Linked DNA regions of Mus musculus: regions 2 and 3 are each linked to region 1. Evidence: chromatin contacts called from public Hi-C and HiChIP or PLAC-seq data. All regions are on one chromosome and are shown on one strand. Each heading gives the region's core, a stretch centred on a gene start, on an enhancer-like site or on the middle of the called end of the contact. The rest is flanking DNA. Distances are from core to core; before and after follow the strand shown.

Evidence for each region. A called contact is a pair of places that touch in the nucleus more often than the background predicts. HiChIP or PLAC-seq counts read pairs in DNA pulled down with a chosen protein or histone mark.
Region 2: a contact with region 1 is called in a Hi-C map of bone marrow-derived macrophages, with 21 read pairs. The contact joins two enhancer-like sites. A contact is called at or near these places in 3 of 39 promoter capture datasets (hippocampal neurons, liver and stem cell-derived epiblast-like cells), 3 of 484 Hi-C or Micro-C datasets (CD4 T cells, bone marrow-derived macrophages and regulatory T cells) and 8 of 115 datasets of contacts at active chromatin or transcription factors (astrocytes, embryonic forebrain, embryonic hindbrain and 5 more).
Region 3: a contact with region 1 is called in an H3K27ac HiChIP or PLAC-seq map of epiblast stem cells. The contact joins two enhancer-like sites. A contact is called at or near these places in 1 of 39 promoter capture datasets (neural stem cells), 1 of 484 Hi-C or Micro-C datasets (regulatory T cells) and 2 of 115 datasets of contacts at active chromatin or transcription factors (PVALB interneurons and epiblast stem cells).

What each region holds. Positions count from the first base shown.
Region 1 is chr11:60,433,566-60,438,735 of GRCm38.p6, reverse strand. Gid4 (GID complex subunit 4, VID24 homolog) reads right to left here. Exons shown (of 6, transcript NM_025757.4): 4 at 2,287-2,388; 5 at 163-293. Among named protein-coding and RNA genes, the nearest start is that of Drg2, 18 kb to the left of the region's middle. Within about 2 kb of position 1,920, at least 52 of the 459 cell types and tissues checked have an H3K27ac peak or open chromatin away from gene starts, as enhancers often do. A contact at or near this core is called in bone marrow-derived macrophages and epiblast stem cells, where this site is marked.
Region 2 is chr11:60,088,986-60,094,155 of GRCm38.p6, reverse strand. No RefSeq gene overlaps it. Among named protein-coding and RNA genes, the nearest start is that of Rai1, 13 kb to the left of the region's middle. Within about 2 kb of position 2,890, at least 65 of the 459 cell types and tissues checked have an H3K27ac peak or open chromatin away from gene starts, as enhancers often do. A contact at or near this core is called in bone marrow-derived macrophages, where this site is marked.
Region 3 is chr11:60,124,982-60,130,151 of GRCm38.p6, reverse strand. The region is part of intron 1 of Rai1 (retinoic acid induced 1); the gene reads right to left. Among named protein-coding and RNA genes, the nearest start is that of 4930412M03Rik, 12 kb to the right of the region's middle. Within about 2 kb of position 2,136, at least 66 of the 459 cell types and tissues checked have an H3K27ac peak or open chromatin away from gene starts, as enhancers often do. A contact at or near this core is called in epiblast stem cells, where this site is marked.

The sequences.
Region 1 (5,170 bases), core at 671-3,170:
AGATAGGAAAGAGTCCCTTTTCAATGTGAAACCATCTAAATGACCTCAACACACACAAAGAGTACAAGATTTGGACAGAAGTAGACTGGGAGAATCTCCTTCCAGATGTGACAGCTGGAGTTGAGGCCAATGTCTGAGGTAGTACTGGCCACAGGTCCTTACCATTCTGAGCTCCGATGGTAGTAGTAGCCCTCTATGGAGGCTGCTGACTTCTGAAAGCAGATGTAATAGAAACCAGCAAAGGAAGCACCGCTGATGTCTTTGATTGTGTGGTCCGGGACTAGGAACTGCTCCTGCACACAGATATGGGACCAGTCAAGACCTTCCCTTTCCAGTAAGACACCAGAGAGTTCTAAAGACTGCTAGAAACAAAACAATTAATAACAAAAGCCCCCAAACAAGACAAAAAACCATGATCACATGGTCCTATTCAACTGCTGGGTTTCTGCCTGGTTTGGGGGTGGTGTTCACGGTTACTGCAGTATCCTACCTACTGTGGTAAGCCCACAGAAACATAGCTCTGGATCTAACCGACCAATCCATACTACTTTCCTGCCTACTTGCCTACCCACCTGGTACCTCTTGGAGACCATTGACAGAATAACCTAGAAAGAATAAATTTCAGTTCTGGTTCCCAGGACCTGTCACTGGGTTTTGATTGCCTCTAACAATGAGGTAAGCACATCTACTGGAGTTTCTGGTCAGACTGAATTAAGAATGCCCATGATACCTCACCAAAGCCAAGAAACAGCACCATTTGTGCCACAAAGACAGGCATCTGCCATCTAAACTGGCAACAAGCAGTGAAAGGCTATGCCCTTGCTCCTGGTCTCTGGGAGACAGAGTCAGAAGCCCAGGGCGTCAGGTGACCGGACAAAAGAGAAATTATCTGGAGACAAATCCACTGCTTTAACAAACTTTTTATTTAATTTTCAATGCTGGGATGAAACTCAGGACTTTGTGCGTGCTAGACAAATGCTCTACCACAAACACTCTCCATCTTCTCCAGTATTTTTTTTTTTAATGGACACTCTTTTCTCCCTTTTTCAACCTTCAAATATCATTTTAAAGTTTAATTTAGGGCTGAGGTCTAGCTTAGTAGTAGAACATTTGCCTAGCATGTGAAAACCCTGAGTTACTTCCTCAGCACAGGAAAAAATAATAATCTAAAAATCAGAGCTGGTGCTTTCAAGGATTTGTTGGTATGTTTCCCACTGTAGAGAAGGCTGAGGCAGGAGGCTCAGCAGGTGCTGGATAACAGAGTGAGCTAATACACATTGGATGGCAGAGGGACTAGAGAGGGAAGCTCGCTGTGAGCTATCCAGTGACTGTCTAGTGAAAAAATGATAGCCCATATCCAAAATGATCAGTCACAAAGCACAGACAGCAAGCAAATGGTACTTTACCTGCCTGACCTTTTTTGTTTCTTTTTTCTTTTAATTTTATTTATTTTATGTACATGAGTACTCTGTAGCTGACTTCAAACACACCAGTAGAGGGCATCAGATCCCATTATAGATGGTTATGAGCCAGCATGTAGTTTCTGGGAATTGAACTCAGGACCTCTGGAAGAGCAGTCAGTGCTCTTAACCGCTGAGTCGTCTCTCCAGCCCTAGCTGCCTGATCTTTATGAACACTGTAATATACTGTCATATTGAAGTAGCTTTCTGTCTCCTTTATTTATCAGACAATGGGGACTGGAGATGCTACGTGGACTTGCATTCATGTGGTTGTAGACAGCATATTGCCACGAGAGGCATAGGACTCTCAGGCAAAGACCAATCCATTGAAACCCTAGAGGGAGTCAAGGGCTCATGCTCCACTCCTGGCTCCTCATTTCCTGAGCTGTGGGAAGCAGAAGCCCTTGGTAGAGGATGTGGTTGGAGAGCAGTCATTCTGATGACATTTAAGCTCCTGGCAGGAACAGGACGCAGTGATGACTAGGTTCAAGCAGTTTCCCTGAGTCCCCAGAACACTTGGATGACTCAGCCTGGAGGCTCACAGGATTCTTGGGTGAAAAAAGAGGATACTGGTCAGCGGTGCCTACTGGCATAAATATGCCTGCTGCCCACTAAACAGCATAACCAGTTTACTAAGGTGTGCTCTGCAGCTACCACACCACTGGTGCTTACAAGTATGTAGGTACCCTGTCATGAAGACACGGCATTAAGCAACCAGCATGGAGGGTCCCTGTGGGGAGGGCATAACCTGCAAGAAGAAGTGTGTGTGGGTGCTCTAGAATCTGGCATATGGGTGTTTCGGGAGATGGCCTGGGCAGAATCTTACCTTCCACCTCATGAAGACATAATCCCCATTTTTCAGTTCTTCATAATCAAAGTCGTCTGAATTAAATGATTTTGCATACTGATAAAAAGCCAGAAACTTGCCCTAAAAACAACAGAAAGAAGAGTCTCAGTGATCCATACAAGGAAAGGTGGGTGTCTGAGCTCATGAGAGGACAGCTAGATGGACAAAGAGCTACTTGATTGTGTGCCCAGTAAACACAGCCAGTGGATAAGGTCTAAAGGGTGAGAATGGGCACAGTTCTAGAGTACCCCATCAGAACATATAAAGTAAAAATGGACTAGTGGGACTTCAGCAAAGAAATATAGAGTGGCGCTGGGCATGGTGGCACACACCTTTAATCCCAAACCTCAGGAAGTAGAGATCTCTCTGAGTTCAAGGCCTACCTTGTCTACATAGTTCCAGGCCAGCCAGAACTACATAATGAGACCCTGTCTCAAACACAACAAAACAAAAATACGGATGGGCGAGGACTGTCAAGGTAAGTCCCAGCACTGGGAAGGCTGGAGATAGGAGGATCAAGAGCACAGTGTTATGTTCAGCTACACAGGGATTCAACGCCAGCCTAGAATACATAGCTTACAAAACAAAATGGTGTTGGACAAGGGAGTATGTGACTTTCCTTTTTTCTTTTCTTTCTTTCTTTTTTTTTTTTTTTTGGTTCCTGGCTGGCGTGGAACTCAGAGAACCGCCTGCCTCTGCCTCCCAAGTGCTGGATTAAAGGCGTGCGCTACTACACCTGGCTGGTAGTATGTACTTTTAATTCTAGTATACGTGGGAGGTGGAGTCAAGAGGATTCCTGAGTTCAAGATTAGTTTGGTCTACATAGTAAGTTCTATACCAGCCAGGGCAACAGAGAAGTTCTGTTTTACCCAAACAAAAGACAAACACAAACAAAGGGACTGAGGAGATGGCTCAGTTGGTAAAGTACCTTGAGCTTAGATCCCTAATGCCCACATAAAAGCCAGGAAGGATGTATACACCTACAATGCTAGAGTTGCTCTCAGTTTAGAGAGAGACTGCCTCAAAAAAATGTGCAGAACTATAGAGGAAGATATCTGGTGTCGACCTCTGGCTCTATGTACATGCATAGCCACACCCTCCTACAAGGAACCTATACACTGTCTATCTATCTACTTATCTATCTGCAGACATAAAATGAATAGGACTAGAGAGTTGACTCAGTGGTTAAGGAAATTTTTGCTCTTGCATAAGCAAAGACCCAGGTTTGGTTCCCAGCACCCACACACATACATGCAGGCAAAACATTCAAGACACATAAAATAATAAATCTAAAACAAAACGCAAAGAACCAACCAAACAAAAGCAAAGAAGAGTCATTCTGGGACACTCTGTAACAGCATGTCCAGAGCTAGGCATGGTAGTAGACATACATAATTGCAGCACATGGGAGGCTGAGACAGGAGTAATCCAAGTTCAAGGACTGCCTAGACAACAAATTGAAAGAGTGCCTGTCCAATAGAGAAAAGTGGTTAAGGAAAGCTGGTTCTTATGGTTAGACATGAGGCTTGTGCCAGATATTCAGGTAGCAACTGGAACAGGCTAATAACGTAACTTAATAACGTAACTTAGAGAGAGAGAGAGAGAGAGAGAGACACCAGGTGTGGTGGCACATGCCTTTAATCCCAGCACTCAGGGGGCAGAGGCAGGAGGATCTCTGTGAGTCTGAGGCCAGCCTGGTCTACAGTGTGAGTTCTAGACAGTCAGGGATACACAGAGAGAACCTGTCTCAAAAAAACTAACAAACCACATAACCAACCAACAAAACAAACAAAAAACAACAACAAAGGAGTTTTATTTTTAAAAAAAAAAGACCAAACCAAACAAAACCAAAATATTTAATGCAAACCAAAAAGTCCCTAAACGTCTGTAGTCAACTCTTGGTCCAGACAATGGATGGATTCCAGGACGCTGTACAGACACCAAAATCCCCAGCTACTGTATCCCTCAGATCCAGCCACCGTATCCCTCAGATGAGGTGGTTGATGCGTATGTGGCCCGTACACATCACGCTTCTACACGCCCTCAACTGTCTCTAAGGAACTGAACTGCAGCAGAGATGCTCACCGACAACTGCACTGTACTGTGCAGAAAAGAGTGAAAATAAAAACAGCTTGTAGAGCCGGGCGTGGTGGAGCACGCCTTTAATCCCAGCACTCAGGAGGCAGGGGCAGGCGGATTTCTGAGTTCGAGGCCAGCCTGGTCTACCAAGTGAGCTCCAGGACAGCCAGGGCTATACAGAGAAACCCTGTCTCGAAAAACCAAAAAAAAAAAAAACAAAAAAAAACAAAAACCAGCTTGTAGAGCCGAGTAGAGACACACTCCCCCCCCCCCCCCCCCCTTCGAGGCAGGGTTTCTCTGTATAGCCCTGGCTGTCCTGGAACTTTCTTTTTTAAAGGCAAGGTCTTATAGAATAGCCCTCTCTGGTCTGGAACTCACTATGTAGACCAGACTGGCCTCAAACTCACATTTATCTGCCAGCTTCTGCCTCTGGTTGTTGAGATTAAAAGCTTATGTCATCACTCCTGGCAATATTGTTTTTAAGTTTTCTTTTATGTGTATAGGTGTTTTACCTGCATGTATGTCTGTGCACCATGTGTGTCAAGGAGGCCAGAAGAGGTGTCATAGCCCCTGCAATTGGAGCTACAGACAGTTGTAAGCTGCCACATGGTGCTGGGAACTGAGCCTGAGTTCTTTGGAAGAGCAGTAAGTGCCCTTAACTGCTGAGTCATCTCCTCAGCATGAGAGAGAATATTTTTTACTAGCATTTTCTTGTACTGCAAAGGAGAATCAATGAGTTACTTTCCCCAAACATTTTCAATCTACAATCAGCTGAATATACAAA
Region 2 (5,170 bases), core at 1,641-4,140, 350 kb after region 1:
CAGGCATTTGGATGGGTCAGCTGCATTCCTGTCCTTGGGCCACCTTTGTTCGAAACGTATTCTGCAGTGGATGCCTAGGTGGAGATACAATAATCAAAGCAAAAAGCACTATTCCTTCAGGGAGCCGACACTCTAATGGAGTCAGCAGTGGGGGAGACAGACAAAACAGATGAATGAATGGCTGCGGATGATTGTATCTGTTGGGAGATGCTGAGGAGAGGGAGGACAAGCAGGCAGCCAGCAGCGGTGAGCTGTGAGCCGGGAATGCACTCAGATCAAAGCTGGGGATAGCATGTCCACAAGAGGTCCCAGGACACGGGTGCGTGAGGAGCAGGAAGGGGTCTATGGAGCTGCAGTGGGGATGGGGGTGACAAGGACAAAAAGGGTCAGGAAAGGCCTGGGTGGCTGCAGTGACGGCCCTAGCTCCGGCTGAGTGAAGATCTTGGCCCTCCTGGCATCCGGGCCCCCACCCACCGTCAGAACTTCCTGGTGCTAACTGACTCCTGTGGAGACAACAGACATGGGGCCAGGGTGGGACTGGGTCATGCAGGCATAGAAATGGTCTGGCTGGGGTGAGAGACTTGCCTCTGAAAAGCTTTAACTTTCAAATGTAGTTGGACAGTTGAATGCATAAGATTTCCCTAAGTGTGATGAGAATAGGCACAGGGCACTGCCCAGGTCTCACAGCCCAGTGACTGGCATTGAGCCTGCATGAGGCAGTACCAGCCTGTCTAACTGCTGGAGACCCAGGTATGCCCAGGCTGGCTCAGAGACAGCCACCATCAGAGGCAAGAATGGCACCCCCCCAGGCTCCTATTCAGGGCCCTACCCCATTCTTACATTTCTAGTAATATGGGTGCCCTCAGCCACTCAGATTCCCCACCCTGCTCATCCCTGGGGGAGTAGATAGGAGGGAGGTAGACAAAGGGAGGCTGGGGTTGAGGCAGCCCTTAAGCGATATTAGTAGTATGAATGTGGAACTTAGCTAGGACATTCCCTGCTAAACTCCCGTGGTTGAGGACATACAGTGCTAGAGTTTGTCCTGTACCTGCGAGAAGAAACCAAATCAGAATGCACCGCAAGGCATTTTCTTCTTGAAGCCAGAAGGAACCTAACCAGTTCATTTAGCTCTCAGCCTCTATCTTCCTGCACTTCCTCCAGGGGTGGGGGGTGGGGGGCTCCTAGCCTAAGGCCCCAAGAAAGTGAGTGCTTGAGTCAACCCAAGAGGCTCCCTTGCTGCCAGCTCTTGCTATGTGACTGGAATTTGTCACTCCACTTATCTGAGCAGACACCTCGACCCTCTAGCACAGCGGCACTAATGAGAACTGCCTGGTGGTGTTGTTCAAAGAGAAGCAGCACAGAGGACTCGGCCAGCTCTGGTTTTCTGATGTGCCAAGGAAGGCCACATTGGTTTGAGTGAGATGGTCCCCAGAGTCTCAGACATTTGAACACGTAGTCTCCAAGTTGCTGATGCTGTTTGGGATGGCTCAGGAGGTGTGGTCTTGTTGCAGGAAGTGTGTCCCTGGGGGTGGCTTTTGAGGTTTTATTGCCTTGTGCTATCCCCCAGTTCACTCTCTCTGCCTCCTGCCTGTGGTACAAGGTGTGTGTCCTCAACGCCCTGCCCCCGCAGCTGTGCCACTTTGGGAATCATGAAATCTAAGCCCCCCTGAACTGTAAGCTCAAACCCTTTCTTCTATAGATGGTCTTTGTCATGGTGTCTCATCACATCGATAGAAGACTAACAAAGGGCAGAGGAGAGGAGACTCTTAGGACTCTGCACGGTCCCCTCTGGACCTTGTCTCAGTCCCTTATTTCTCTGAAACCTCATACATCTGGGAGCTCTTACAGGCCTGGGACCACAGACTCATGAATCTATGCTGTTGTGGTCATGGAGTCCCTGAGGTCTTTTGCTGTATATGCCTCCCTGGGTTATCCGATCACAGCTACAGAGAGTACAGGGAGACGGCTATGTAAGATCCAATGTAAGATCCAGAGTCCTCCCTTATGTTGTTCATAGCCACAGGCCTAAAAAACAAGAAGCAGCCATGCCTGAGCCCAGAGATGTCTCCTTCTGCATCAGGTCTTTGAAGACATGATTAAGGGTCTTGAGACAGGGATGAATCTTGAGGTTTGGAGGCTCCCGAATGTTATTCTAGGGACTTCATAAGAGACAGGCAGCAGGGTACAGAGACACAGACGTGTGGTGTCGGCACCCTGGGAACAGCAGCAGAATCATAGGCAGAATTGAGCTCAAGACCGTTTGGGCTTCAGAGGGAGACGGTGTCTCAGAAGGAGAGCAGAACGCTTACCTGGCAGGGGACACCATGAGCACAAAGACAATGTCCTCAGGGTGAGCCTTGTCCACCGTGTTGCCCTCGAGGTCACCCAGATGTGGGAAACGAGACTGCAGGGTTTGTAGTCATGGAGTATGTATGGATACACAGACAAACAAACAATAGAGGGGGATGAAGGGGAGAGAAGGGCAGAAGGAAGCTTGGCACACAGGAGGCCACGTGGCTGCCTGGGCAGGATTGGGAATGAGACAGCCATGGGCAAGGAACACTGGGTAGGAAGCAGAAACTGGGCGTGGCCAGCACAAGTTAACTCGGAGTCTCTGCCAGGAGCAAGGCCCTGCTGCTGCCACATTGGTTTCTGTCCCTCGACACCAACCTTGTGTTCCTGCTCTTCGTGACTGTGAGGGAACGAATCTCCTGCTATAAAACACCAAATGCAGAGTTTTCTCAGCAGCCAGGGAAAGTTAGAAACAAGAACACCTACACAAACTCCTTCATTTTAGAATTTCTTGCCTACTATCCTGGACTCCTCCCACAGCTGGGGCATGTGAGTAGGCAGGGTGAGTGTGGGCCATTAGTTCTTGCAGAGCAGTGGGGACTCAGACCGTGGGAGTCATCTGGAACGGCACAGGAAAGGGAAGTGGTAGGATCTGTGGCCCGGAGTATGCTGTGATCCGAGCTGCTGGGCCAGGCACTAAAGAGGTGACCTGTGTGTGGCTGCACATGGGCTCTGGGCACAGAAGTGGGGAACAGGAGTGGGGCTACCCGGTATATCCTTAACAGAAAGCTCAGACATACCAAGAACACCCTTATTCTCTTTAAATCAACCTATGCCCTGCTCTAAGGAACCTCCTGTCATCCCTATTTGTTAGTGGGAAACTGAATCTTGGCCCTTAAAAGTTCCATCCTTCACCTCAAGTAATACAGATATCCTGGGGGTTATCTGACCACACCCTCTTCTGACAAGGCTGGATTAGGCCTGGTGGCCACCTCTTCCTGGAAGGTGAAAAACTTCTAGAAGTCCTTTAGAGAGGAAATGCAAGTAGCTGGGCCTGCTCAAAACTGACTTGAGGATAGGAATGGGCAAAAAGTGAGCAAAACTGAAATTAAAATCAAGTGTTCATTTAGACCCTAGGGTTCCACCCTCTATATGGTACCATTAGCCACGTGTGGGGGCTATTTACATTTTGATTAATTAAAAATAATAAAATGTAGACGTTTGTCCACTCTAGCCACATCTTGGGGCCCATCAGATAAGTATAGCTACTGTTAGTGACATCACTCCATCACTCCAAGTTCTGAGGGGCTGCAGGGTCCCCCGACCCAGGGATCCCGTTGCTCAGGGGTGTCCTGCTACAATAGACAGATGAGAACAGGCATGTCTCTAGCTTTATAGATAGGCCACATAAGGGTCAGACCTAGAAGGCAAGCTCCCAAAGGCCCTTCCCTGCAGAGGGAATCCTTAGAGCCACAGCAGTTCCTGGATTCCAATGTGTCCGGGCAAGTGCTCACCTTGTGACTTCCTGCAAGTTGCCACCTGTGTCAACTTCTGTACCAACTAATTTTGGGAAATGTCCTGACGTGTCAGAGGTAGCCCTTCCCAAGAGCTCTGTTTCCCAGCTCTTGGGATGGAGCTGCTACAGGCTTTCCTGAGTCAGTACTTGTGACATGCTCAGGATTTACACAGTAAGGGACAGCATAGTCCCCATGTCTCAAAGGTGACGGTGTTCAGCACAGAGGAGCCACACCACACTGTTTCTAAGTGGCCACTGATTCTCAAGACTTCCCAGAGGTCCTAGCTGGAACTCCTTACATTTGGACTTCCCAATTATTCAATCTTGCTTTGTGTGGCCCTGAGCCAATGACTTGTGAGCCTGGGGATGTGAGGACTACACAGGGCAGGCAAGCTGGTCCAAACACAGACAACAGCCAGAAAAAAAGATGCATGGGGCCAGAGGCCTGGATCCAACTGTGCCTGAAGCTAGTAACTTCCTTCGCTTGTGTGTGTATGGGTACACATAGATACACACAGACAGAGACACAGACAGAGACAGACACACACATTCACACGTGCACACTAGTTGCAACTCAAAGAATATTTTTAAATTAAATTAAATTTTTTTGCAAAGTCAGCCGAGCCAGCAGTCTCCTCATCTTTGGTCTTTCCCACAGCAGCTCCGACAGCCTTCCCTCGCTCGGACGCTCAGGATGGGGAGCTTACAGGGCAGAGCTACCCTACCCTGGCTACTCTTGGTTGAATGGGGTACACAGAGTGATGGCGTGGAAGGAAGGCAGCGTGACCCTGGATGAGACATCCAGGTTCCTATGCGGGGCAGATAATGGGAAGAGGACTCTCCATGGCCCAACAGACCACTGGCAACCCACTGTGTCACCCCAAGCAAGGCTTCATCATCAGTCTCACCATCTGGAAACGTGGTTCTCCACAGTACTCATCTGGCAAGGACGCCATCAGGATGACACTGCAAGATGTGTAACAGTCTGCACACCCAGCACATACACAAAAATAGGGACTGCCAAGTGAGAGCAGAGAGAGATGCCCTGTGGCCTTGGGGACTGCCCTAGGGACTATTCTTCCTTACCATCAGCTGCAATGACACACTACCTGGCTCCCTTGTTTCCATGTGGCCAGCAGTGTTCATAGCCAAGATGTGGAGCTGTCTGTTGTCATAGCAACCCAGGCCTATGGTGTCCTGTCCCCGTTAGTACCAGAGCTTGCCACTTGGGGTGTCAGCCTGCAGGTTTGTGAGTGGATATGGGTGTGCGAGAGGGATTCCTGAGGGCACCAGCCATGTGCCTGAGCACGAACAGGATTTCTTTTCAATTAAAAAAAAAAAAAAAAAAGAATTCTGCCCAGG
Region 3 (5,170 bases), core at 887-3,386, 310 kb after region 1:
TTGCCCAACTGGTCCTACCATCTCATTTCAGAATGCGGTCCTGGTCCTCATGGTAATCCAGGCCTTCTCCCTCCCTCCCGAGCCACACCAAGGTCACCCGCACTTGTCTGTTCTGGACCTTTTCCTCCTTTTGTCTTTGATGGAATTTCTTTTTTTAAAACCTTATATAGTGACAAAAAATATGAATAAAGCTAGGGCATATTAATGCAGAGTCAGATACACTTGCACTCATTAATTTTAACCCCTTATTTTTAAAAATGTTTTTATTCATTCTTTGAGGATTTCTTAAACGTGTTTTAATCATATCCATCCCATTTATCCTCTTAATTCTAAGAATCCTCCCTATCCTTCTGACTCATTACCAGTACTCGGTGGGTTGTTATTGTTTTTAAATAGGCAAATGTGTGCTGGCCATATATACTCATAGATGTGGAGCCATACACTGGAGCTTGGGTGACCCTTAAAGAAAACTCAGTCTCCTTTCTCCTGGAGCCACTGTCAGTATCTCCTCAGTTGGGATTGAGGGCTCCTAAGTTCTTCCCCTTCCATACTAGAGTAATAACTGGCTTGATCTTGTGGAGGTATTATGCAGGCCACCAAGGCTGCTATGAGGTCACAAGTACAACCATCCTATCCTGTTTTCCCAGACATTTCTATGGCCTTTCACATCCAGCACTGGCTGGTTGGTTGACTGGAGATGTTTGAGACAGAATCTCACTATGAATCAATCCCTAGCTGGCCTAGAACCCAAAGATCAGCCTGCCTCCCAAGTGCTGGGATTAAAGGCAAGTGCCACCACTGCCTGGCTCCCCATCTCTCATAAAACTTAAAAGCAGGCTCCCTTATGTGCTAAGTAATCTGCATGTAGGGTGCTCACGTACAAATACTGAACTTGGAATGACATTCTAAGTCCACTTGCCTCCCCTCTTCCCATTCTCGGTCAGTCCCCCTGCTCTGGCCACACTGGCCTCCTTGTGGCGCCTCATGCACACCCGTGTAACCTCTCAGGGTCTTTGTGCTGGCTCCCCTTCTCCTGGAGCACCCTTGTAACTGCTCTGCTTTTACAGGTCTGCTTTCTTTTTCTTTCCATCACTCACCACTCAACACATTTGTCTGCTGCCTTCTCTCCAGCTGAAATGGAAGTCCTAGGGAGCACTATCCTATGATAGGAAGTCCTAGGGAGCACTATCCTATGATAGGAAGTCCTAGGGAGCACTATCCTATGATAGGAAGTCCTAGGGAGCACTATCCCACTCACTGATGTCCTTAGCACCTTAGCACAGAGTTGCAGCTCAGCTAGGTAACTGGAGTTTCCAATAAAATATGCAACACAATAGACGCCCATGAAAAATCCAAGCATGAAGACACTGACCCCGACAGTCCTGCTCCTGCAGACACATGCAGCTCCAGCCACAATCTGCATTATTAGTTAAGATGGCCTTTTTGAGTCAGGAGAGGTCACATAAAGTCCAAATGTCATTTCTATAGAAAGCATGGATGTGATCACACGGGGCTATACACCTACAAGACCACCATCAGCAGGCCTTCAAAGGGCAGCCTGGGAGACAGTGAATTTCAGGGAAACCCATGTTTCCCCTATTGCTACTGCTGCCTGATGTAGCCCACTAGCCCCATTCTCCAGTCCTATATGCCCTCCAACTGCTGTGCCTTTCCAGGAATACTAAGCTCTTCGGCCACAAGTAGCAGTCACTCATCATCCCATGGTTTCAAGGGTTAGGCCTGAGAACCATGGTTCTGTGTGTGCTCAATAAGAGAGGGTGGATTACAGGTCCCCTCCATCCCAGCCTGACCTCTGGCAGAGCCTAGCTGCAGCTCTTAGCTGTGTGGGAATCAGTTACATCTACATAGGGGCTAGGAGGGAGGAAGGGTCTGATTTGGTTCACACAAGATGCCTATGGGTGCTTGTTAGTCCCGTACTATGCATCAGGTACAAAGATGCTTAACCTGGAAATGTGTGGCAGTGGGGAACCAGACCAGGACAGGGGCTGGAGCCCAGATGAGCTCTACTCATTATAGGGTAGGAGGGCCTCCTTTCAGCCCAGGGCTCCCTGTCCCAGGCCTCTCAGGCCCCTCCCCCATCCTTGTTTCCCCCAGAGAGGTTTCCAGTATACCACAGTCAGGATTTTGCTGCATTCCTGTGAGTCATTCTCCAAACAAACCGTGTGATGAAGAGAAGGGATCTGGGGAGGGGGCGGGAAGATGGAGAAGGAAATAAGACCCCTCCTCCCTCCATGCACACAAGGGCCCCCTGGGAGAGCTAGAGCAGCAAGCTGGGTTTTTGTTGTTGGTTTGGTTTGGTTTGGGGTGTTTGTTTGTTTGTCTGTTTGTTTGTCTGTTTGTTTGCTTGTTTGTTTGTTTGAAAAAAGACAGAGTCATACTAAGTAGCCCTAGCTGGCTTGGAACTCACTTATGTAGACCAGGATGACCTGAAAATCACAGAGATCCACTGGCCTCTGCCTTTAATCAAAGGCATATGCAACTTCCCTCCGTCCTGGCTGGCCACTGAGCAGGGAACTTGCCCAGTGACCTAGGAGACCTGGGTCTCTTGAGAAAATGACCACACAGGTCTATGCCTACTAGCTGCACAGTTTCTAAAGGGGCTCTGCTCTGTTTGTGATGAGGCCAGTGTTGCCCTTGTATCTTCAAAGCAGCCTGTGTCCACCTTCTTAGCCCGGTTTCCCTACCTCTGACATGAAAGGGCAAATCTGCTCAAGGGGCTCACTGGTCAGGTGTGGCTAGACTCAGGCAGTCCAGCCTTTCCTTAGGAAAGGAGTGGGAGGAGTATCTTTCTCAAGGACAAGAGACCAGGCAGTCTCTGTTCTTTGAGTCTGGTCTGTTCCCCTGAGGCATATCAGCCACCACCTGCTCAGGGCTTCTTAGCAGGGTGCTAATACACAGGCCCTCCATTAGCAGGCAGTGCTGTCACATGGTGATCCCAGGTTGTGGGAGTGTGGGAACTGGCTGGGAGCTAGTCTGCACCCCCCACCCCTCACCCCCACCATACCCTTCTGCTCATGGCTCTTGCCCTGAATGAAGTAGGAAGAGCCAGGCCTAAGAAGCCTGGGGCACCCAAGCATATTTCTTGGAGATGTTGTTGGGGACCCAACCTATAGCCTCCAGAATCTCTAATGACCTGCATCACAGAAAGCCCCCAGGCAACCTGGAGGTCCCCAGACAGCTCAACATTCTCACTCCTTTCTGGCCAAGCTGTCCCTTACTGTTCTCAAAACTGCAATTAACAAAGCAGACTCCTACCACAGAGCCTTCCTTCCACTGTTGCTCCCCACCACCTCCACTGTACGTCTTGCACGGAATCTCAGCTCACCTGCTGCTATCTCCGCATTCCTTCTCTGGCTCCCTAATTTCAACCTACAAATGCCATGCTGTCCCTGAGCCCCTCTCTGTTCTCACTTTTATTTCTACTTCTGTTCCTCTGACATGCTCTGGACTACGTTCAACTGACTTGCTCACCATCCACCTCATGGTGTCCCCTCTACCCTGTCAGAAACTCTACCAGGCCACAGAGTACATCCTGCCCCATGCAGTAGGCCATAGGTCCACAAGTATCTATCTGATTTGTGAGTGAAACACAACTGCTACTTCAAGCCTTATTCTGAGGTGGCCTTTGATGACTCCTGAGATGAAGAAAAGGAACTAGAGAGGAATATATACCCATCTTCTCAGCATAAGCCTCCCAAATAAGGACTGGCCCACACCCTGATGTCAGCCAGGACATTGCTTAGGCCCGTGGCTCTCTGAATCTACATTCACCCAGGTCACTATGCATACAGAGATCTTCTCCACTGGTTTTCCACACTGGCCCTGGCCCAGCCTGCTACCTTATCTTCTACCTCAGCATGCTCTCCTTGCCTTCAACTCAGGGCACTGGTGCTCCACAACCCATGAACTAAATAAAGACCAAAGTCCCCTTCAGCCTATTATCTGTCACTTAGCCCCATCTTTACTGGCCAGACCCAATAATAGTCTGGTGCCTCCTGCACTTAGGAGACCAGGGCAGGAGGATCACAAATGGAAGCCCAGCCTGGGCTACAGAGTGAGATCATCTCAAATGAAAACTCAAGAAAGAATCAAGTATAATGGTGAATGCCTTTATTCCCAGTACTCAGAAGGCAAAAAGCAAGTGGATCTCTATGAGTTTGAGGCAAGCCTGGTCTACATAGTGAGTTTCAGGACAGCCAGAGTTACATAGTGAGATCCTGTCACAAAACGAAACAAAACAAAGAAATAAAAGGGAAAACGGGCTGGGGTTGCTGTTGGGTGGTGCAGTGTTTCTCTAGCTGTTAGAGGCCCTGGGTTCAGTCTTCACGAGTCAAGTGCAGTGACTCATCCTTAATGCCAGCACCCAGGAGACTGAGGCGGAGACTGCAGTGTGAGCTAGCCTAGGGTAGAATGTGAGACTAGTGAGACAGACAATGTTCACTGTCAAGAGGACAGGCTCTAGAATCATGTGGGAGGTGGGCCTCGGGCAAGCCTGGAGAGATTGATTATCTTCACTAGGCTAACTCGTACAGAAAAAGCCATCCTAATTGTAGGTGAGGTTTCCTGGGCAGGGATCCTCACTTTGAAGCCCTGGTTGCTCTAGAACTCTCTATGGAGACCAGGCTGGCCTTGAACTCACAGAAATCAGCCCGCCTCTGATTTAGGTGTGTGCTATCATGCTGCTTTCTAATCCTTATCTGTGGATAGGATGTGACCAGGTTCACGGTAGGGGAGTCATGAACAGTGAGTCAGATTAAACTTTTTCTCCCTTAAATTGTTTTTGTCAGACAGTTCGTCACAACAGTGGGGGGAGGATTAAGACACTTGGGGTTAAGAAGATCTGTTAATGATTAAAGTACTTGATTGCAAGCATAAGAAACTAAATTTGTATCCTTAGCATGCATGTAATAAACCAGTCATGATGGCATACACTTATAATCCTAGAGCAGAAAGAAAGAGACAAGATCCCAGGAGCGTGCTGGCCAGCCAACCTAGTCTATTAAGCAAGCTTCAGGTTAAATGAGAAATGGTGTCTCAAAAACTAAGGTGGTGCTGGGCGGTGGTGGCACATGCCACCTCCCAGCACTTGGGAGGCAGAGGCAGGCGGATTTCTGAGTTCGAGGCCAGCCTGGTCTACAGAGTGAGTTCC